Linked DNA regions of Zea mays: region 1 is linked to region 2. A link is a contact called in public Hi-C data. All regions are on one chromosome and are shown on one strand. Each heading gives the region's core, a stretch centred on a gene start, on an enhancer-like site or on the middle of the called end of the contact. The rest is flanking DNA. Distances are from core to core; before and after follow the strand shown.

Region 1 (3,844 bases), core at 66-2,565, 180 kb after region 2:
CCAAGTGGTGCCCCTTGAGCCGTTCACGTGGTGGGGCCGGGTGCTGTTCACCGTGCGGCTAGAGATCGCCGTACGGGCACCGTGTCTTCATACTGTAGTAAAGAGTACCCTGATTTAGGGTACCGACAGGCCCGTTCGGTTATTTTAAGAAGCTAAAAAATAGTGCAGAACGAGCACTCGAACCCACACCCCTTTTGCTCCATAAATTCGGGGCTAACCATGAGACCACACATACCTAGGAATAATTCCTAGTCTTATTCCAGCTTAACCCAACGGGGTCTAACTGTATTCTTTTCCGAACGGCTGAGAGGATTAAAGTCAGACAATTTGGCTGGAGCAGGTGTTGAAATATGGACGTTATAGGTCATATAAAACAGTACTCCGTCCGTTTGAAGTTATGAAATATTCCAGCATTTCTGAGAGTCAAAACATAAAATGTTTGATAAAAATTATAGGAAAAAATTACAGAAAAACATGGCATCAAATAGATATACTATAAAATAATAATTAATAAAAAAATTCTAATGATACTCATTTGGTACCATAAATATTATTTTTATCATATAAATTTGATATTTTTCTTTACTCTCCGTGAAAGTTGAATTGATTTTTATACTATAATGTAGGATGGAGTTACTAACACTCGAGCAATCGCCCCGGCCGGCTCTGAAGATTCACGGAATCCATCAAGTTACGCGCATTGAATGAACCAACGGATACAGACTAGCAGGCTTTTGGCACGGTCTGCTGCGACGACCTGCTTTTCACGGAAATGATGTACTTATAGTTTGATTTTGTGGGGAACCACTGCAGTGAAGTTGAGGCCTTGTGTATGGTGCCAGCGAACTATATTGACCGATGACGTAGGGTTGATATCGATTATGGCGGGGAACGGTGAAAAATTTAGGTATAGCTCTACACCGTATAATATTTAACACACAATCAATTGTAAAATAAAAATGCACAACATATATAAAAGTAAAAGATTATCTAAAATGATAATAAATTGCTAAGAAACATGTGCATGATAAATAATACATAATATAAAGTTATACCGATAATTTTACTAGACACGTCTTGAAAATATTTAATATTTAGTGAACTCTAGTTAAATAGACGGTGCCAGGTTGGTCGTGTGCTTGAATTAAGGTCTAATTATAGCCCAGATGTATATGTATAGCCCACGTGAGATGGCACCAGTCACGAGTTCTCGCCCAACTGTCAGCAAAGATGGGCCTGTCCCTTGTCTCGGCCCATGTGGGCGTTACCGTCGCCGGCTCGCTAGCCTCTCTCCCTGTTGAGTCCAGTGAACCCAACGCGGCGCAGACCAAGCCCACCCCAATATGGCGCTGCTCGCCGCCGCGGCACGCCGCCACCACCGCCTGCTCCTCCGCACCCGCTTTCTCGCCACCACTTCCTCCACATACCCTCTCCCTCCCGACCCCGTCCCAGACCCCGACCCCGACCCCATCACCCCCGCGCCGTCCCCCGTCCGCACTCCCCCGGACGAGCAGTTCGCGGCGTGGGTGACGCGGCTGCGCCCGGGCTTTACCGCGTCCGATCTCGCCGCGGCTATCACCGCCGAGGAGGACCCGGACCTCGCGCTCGCGCTCTTCCGATGGGCCGCGCTGCGCCCGGGGTTCCGGCACGCGCCCGAATCCTACCTCGCCGCGCTCACCGCGGCCTCGTCTGGCCGCCGCCCCGCCGCGGCCGAGGCCCTCGTCCACGACGTCTTCGCGGGGGCCTGCGCGCCCGACCTCAGGCTCTTCAACGCCTGCCTCCGCTTCTGCTGCGCGCGCCGCAGCCTGTTCCAGCTCGCCTTCGACATGTTCAACAAGATGCGCGCCATGCCCGCCGCCGCAGGGTGCCGCCCGGACGTCGAGACCTACACGCTCCTCCTCACCGCAGTCGTCCGCCGCGTGCGCCGCCCGCCGGCGTCGATGGTCTACCTCCACGCCGTCCGGTCCCTCTACCGCCAGATGAAGGCCTCCGGCGTGGTTCCGGACACCTTCCTGCTCAACCTCATCATCAAGGCCTACGCGCGGTGCGTGGAGGTAGACGAGGCGCTCAAGGTGTTCCGTGAAATGCCGCTGTACGGCTGTGAACCCAACGAGTTCACGTACGGCTACATTGTGAAGGCCATGTTTCAGAAGGGCAGGTCGGACAAGGGGATGGAGTACTTTGCAGAGATGAGGGAGAAGGGGTTTGTACCATCCGGAGGCGTGTACATGATCGCCGTGTCGGCGCTGGCATTGGAGTGGAGGTTTGACGAATCAAGGCGGGTGCTGCTGGATATGCTGGATTGTGGTAGGAAGCCAGATATGATCACCTACAGGACGCTGCTGGAGGAGATGTGCCGGGCTGGACGCACGGAGGAGGCATTTGATGTGCTGGAGGAGCTGAAAGGGAGGAAGCGAGGGACATTGGACCAGAGGATGTATTCAGAATTGCTCGATGGGCTGCACTGGATCTCCCAGCCTCGTCAAAACAACAGCCAACCTGCGCTCGATAAGGGTTCTGATGATTGAAAAATGTTCAACGTATTGTCTTGTATTATTGTGGCACTGATGGTCATCCAAAATCAAATGCATGGCTGGTTTTAGTTGAGAAGACTGGCTGGATCTGCTTGAAGATTCACTATGAATTGATGTAAATGAGTCACCCATCTCACATTAGCGCTACACAAGCATGATTGATGCACGACCCAAGGTTCAAAGAATACCTTATGGGAGGTATGGCATCAAAATTCTCATGGTATACTGATTTCATTATTACTACAAGTTGCGGTGGGCACTGTCGGGACAGCAGCTCACTTTCAATGGCAACATTTGAAGTAATTCCTGGCGCAGCCATTCATGAAAATTGCTTTAGGTATCACATGTGACAAACGGCTGCATACAATTGCAGTGGTTTACGTTTAGCTCATAAAGTGCAAAACTGGAATGGTTCTTATATGTTTCTTGGAGTTATGTTTGTCTAGTTTCTGTGTTGTAATTTAAAATAAAAAATCTTGTAGCCTGGATTTATGGACATGTTTTGTAGGGTGGCCAGGTCTGTAGGCAGGCTTCAATTATGCAAGTCACTGTGTTTGGTTGCCTTGTTCGGAGTCAGGCCTTACCCATGTCGCGCAGCTTGACCTCTGTGGCCTGGCCGCAAATGAAGGCCCCTTCGGAATACAGGAATTTTTAAGGAATCATATCAAAAATCAGTTTATTTTGACAGAAAAAATATAGAAAGTAGGAAAAATTCCTGCATTCCAATGGGGACCGAAAGTCAAGATTGACCGTTTTTCTGGAGTCAGTCTCCATGTAGCCGCACTTGCCTCTTTCACTGGCTAACCCGGACACCCTTAGAGCAACTCCAAAACGCTCACAATATTCTTTCTAATATGTATAAATAGAAATTTTGTAAAAAATACTCTTCAAATATAGTCATTTTCCATTCCGGGTTTCTCGCTAGCCAATTATAGAAAACGTGAATGACTCTCTATAGTACAAACAAGATATAGAAAGGTTGTTGAAGATTGAAAAGATATAGAAAGTATTTTTATGCAAATAACTCTCTAAATGATAATTTAGAGAGTGGAATTTAGAAAGACTCTTGGAGATGCTCTTACCTGTCCCGCATACCTCCCCCTGCCCCACATTCTCCTCCCCTTTCCCTTCGACATCCATACCGACCTCCGACTCTAGGGCTCTCTCCTCCACCTCTCATTCTCGCTCATCGAGGATGGGGCCACCATCACACTCAAGCTTCTCGTCGCAGTGGTGCTCGTAGACCCTCCCGCCCCCTTCAGGCTTTGTTTGGATACTTCAATATTTACCTCAATCCATATATATTGAGG
Region 2 (3,622 bases), core at 659-3,158:
ACATGATTAGTCATTTGATGTTTGTTCTAACTCAATCACTATCAACTTTGACCGGTTATGCCGGATGTTTCATATGTATAAAAGTAAAGTTATTAGATTCATCATTACTTGAACTACCATAATATGTAGTTCTTTTAGTTTAAAATAATTTGATCTTATATATATTGTTGGTCAAAGTTAAAATAATTTGACTTAGAACAAACTCAAAATGACTAAGTTATATGGAGTTATGGACGAAGGGAGTATAAAGGTATTCTAAGATCATGTGCATGCTCGCACTGGGTGTCGGGTCACATGTCCCTATGCGTGTGCCGGGACAACCGACTACTTCATCATGCGTTAGAACTTAGATGTTGTTTGTTTCATGAAATGTAATATAAATGCCAGCATTAATGATTCACATTTAAGTACAAGCGGTAATAAGTTTAAATAGACTGATATCAATTTCTAGTGTAGTATCTAATTACACTTGAACTTACACAAATATGATTTATCGTTATTAGTTACCCATTACGTTATAAATATATGAACGACACCTTATAAGAGAAGTTTCATATTATTGGTAGCACTAGGATAGTTGTCGAAACTATAGACAGAAAAAATGTCTGAGAGATAGTCACTTAAAACCAATTCTCGTTGTTTGGATGTTCTAAAGGAACACTCAAACTTTAGTTACTTAGGATTTTAGTTCTAATTTCAAGAATTCAGCAAGATGATTTTAATCAACCAGAAAAATGTTTAGTGAGAAAATTGAAACTAAAACCTTTTTACTAGAAACTAGAAGCGACGACAAAGAGCAACTCTAAGGGCCTCTCTGTATTCTTCCTAATCTATAAAAATAGAGATTTTTGTAAAAAAACACCATCCAACAGCTTATCTAAATATCTATCAAAATATAGCTACACATATATTCTATTCCGGGTTTCTAGCTAGCCAAATATAGAAAAAATGAATGACTCTCTAGAGTGCAAACAAGATATAAAAAGGCTGCTGGAGATTGAAAAGATATAGAAAGTGGTTTTTATGCAAACGACTCTCCAAATGATAATTTAGAGAATGAAATTTAAAAAGACTCCTGGAGATGCTCTAAGGTTACCAAACTTTTTATCCTTATAATCCATTTTAAATTTCACATTATAAATAATATAGTCTACGATACAAAATAGTATTTTGCTCTTCTATATAGACATGTGTTAATCATAAATATGCCACTCCAGTTTTGAAAAGTTAGAAACTAGTTCATTAAATAAACTAACCATCTAATTTTATAAAAAAAAAAGTTGAGTGGTATATATACAATTAACCTATTAGTAGTCTTAGAACCCTGCACCATAGATCTTCCATCTGTTTTTCGCATCAGGCCAAACGAGTGCCTACCTAATAATGAATCGTGATTTGTGAGTCATTGGATCATTTAGTCACTTAGGCTTTGTTTGTTTGCGTTGGATTGCATCCGGAATCGTTCCAGCTAATCAAAGTTTATATAAATTAGAGAAGTAATCCGGTTAGGAATCGTTCCGACTCACCAATCCGACACAAACGAACAAGGCCTTAGGCTGTCTCATTCTATCCATCTCTTATTTCACCCTATTTTTAAATCTACTATGCAAACAATACAAAACAGTTAACCTTACTACGGGCCCGGAAAGTAGTCGAAAGCCCGAAACCCTTTAAGGGCCCGTTCGTTTCTCCAATATTGAATCGGGATTCATTCCGACTCATCAAAATTTATATAAATTAGAGAAGTAATTCGGCTAGGAACCATTCCGGATTGGAATTCCAATCCGTGGAAACGGAATAGGGCCTAAAACTTAAGCCCAACTCGATCCATAACGCACGCGTTCGGCTTGCCAAATAGTTCTCTGACGTTCATCACGGCCGTCCATATACGATCGAACGGCGATGCTACATCCGTTCGAACCTCACGATCGCATCCGCATTCCGCACGGCCCCGGTAGCGGCCAGCGACATGTCTCCTTCCCGCCTCGTCCTCCCTCCGCCCGCCGGCGACCCAGGCGGCGGACTGCGGCGCTCTTACCTCCGCCTTGTCGCCCTATCATCCACGCCCCGCCACCTTGACCAGCTCCTCGCAGTCTCGCTCGCCTCCGGCCACTACGCGCTCGACCCGGCCCCGGCCACCGCGCTGCTGCTCCGCTACGCCTCCCTCCGTGCGCCGCCCAGCCACCTTCTCCGCCTCTTCCGCGCCTTCCCCTGCCCCGACCGGTTCCTCCGAAATGCGCTGCTACGCTCCCTCCCGTCCCTCCGCCCGCACCTCCTCTTCCCGTCGCCGGACTCGTTCTCCTTCGCCTTCGCCGCCACCTCGCTCTCCTCTTCCTGTTCCTCCCGTGGCAACGACGCTGCTGCCGCACGCACGCTTCACGGGCTCTCCGTGGCCGCGGGGTACGCGGCGGACACGTTCGTAGCGTCAGCTCTGGCCAAGCTCTACTTCAAGCTGTCAAGAGGGGACGACGCACGCAAGGTGTTCGACACGGTGCCGTCGCCCGACACTATCTTGTGGAACACGCTGCTCGCTGGTTTGCCTGGATCGGAGGCCCTGGAGGCGTTCGTGCGGATGGTGGATGCTGGGAGAGTGCGACCTGACTCAACCACCCTTGCATCCAGCCTACGGGCAGCGGCAGAAGCATCACATATGGCAATGGGGAGGTGCGTCCATGGATATGGCGTGAAGTGCGGGTTGGCAGAGCATGAGCATGTTGTGACTGGGCTCATGTCGCTCTATTCAAAGTGCGGGGACATGGACTCTGCACAGTTTCTCTTTGATAGGATGGACAATCCAGATTTGGTTGCCTACAATGCTTTGATCTCAGGCTACTCAGTCAATGGCATGGTTGAATCATCGGTGGAGTTGTTCAAAGAGTTGACGGCCTCAGGCTGGAGGCCAAACTCAAGCACGTTGGTTGCGGTGATACCGGTGTACAGTCCATTTGGGCATGAGCTGCTTGCTCGGTGCTTACATGCGTTTGTTGTCAAGGCCAGGTTAGATGCAGATGCTCTGGTGTCAACAGCACTGACCACTTTGTACTGTAGATTAAACGATATGGAGTCTGCAAGGAGCATATTTGATGCAATGCTAGAGAAGACCATGGAATCATGGAATGCAATGATATCCGGGTATGCCCAGAACGGCTTGACGGAGATGGCAGTTGCACTTTTCCAGCTAATGCAGGAGCTCAATGTGCAGCCGAACCCCATCACTATTTCAAGCACTCTTTCAGCCTGTGCACATCTTGGAGCTTTGTCTCTGGGGAAGTGGGTTCACAGGATCATCTCCAAGGAGAAACTTGAGCTCAATGTCTACGTCATGACAGCGCTCATTGACATGTATGCGAAATGTGGAAGCATTGCTGAAGCTCGGAGCATCTTTGACAGAATGGATAACAAGAATGTAGTCTCCTGGAATGCGATGATATCTGGATACGGTCTCCATGGCCAAGGTGCTGAAGCTTTGAAGCTCTACAAGGATATGTTGGATGCACGCATTCTTCCAACAAGCTCCACCTTCCTGTCGGTGATCTACGCATGCAGCCATGGAGGATTGGTTGACGAAGGGCAGAAAGTTTTCCGCGTAATGACTAATGAGTACAGGATCACCCCAGGTATC

What was found. Hi-C and Micro-C count contacts between places; a contact is called where the count stands out from the background.
Region 1: a contact with region 2 is called in a Hi-C map of leaf, with 5 times the contacts expected there. The contact joins the promoter of LOC100382549 here to the promoter of LOC103637971 in region 2. A contact is called at or near these places in 9 of 25 Hi-C or Micro-C datasets (bundle sheath, ear, endosperm and 3 more) and 2 of 3 datasets of contacts at active chromatin or transcription factors (leaf and seedling).

What each region holds. Positions count from the first base shown.
Region 1 is chr9:14,271,378-14,275,221 of Zm-B73-REFERENCE-NAM-5.0, forward strand. LOC100382549 reads left to right here and starts at 1,316. Exons shown (of 2, transcript NR_159452.1): 1 at 1,316-2,732.
Region 2 is chr9:14,089,159-14,092,780 of Zm-B73-REFERENCE-NAM-5.0, forward strand. It overlaps LOC103637971 (pentatricopeptide repeat-containing protein At4g30700), which reads left to right and starts at 1,909. Exons shown (of 1, transcript XM_008660966.4): 1 at 1,909-3,622. The coding sequence starts at 1,970.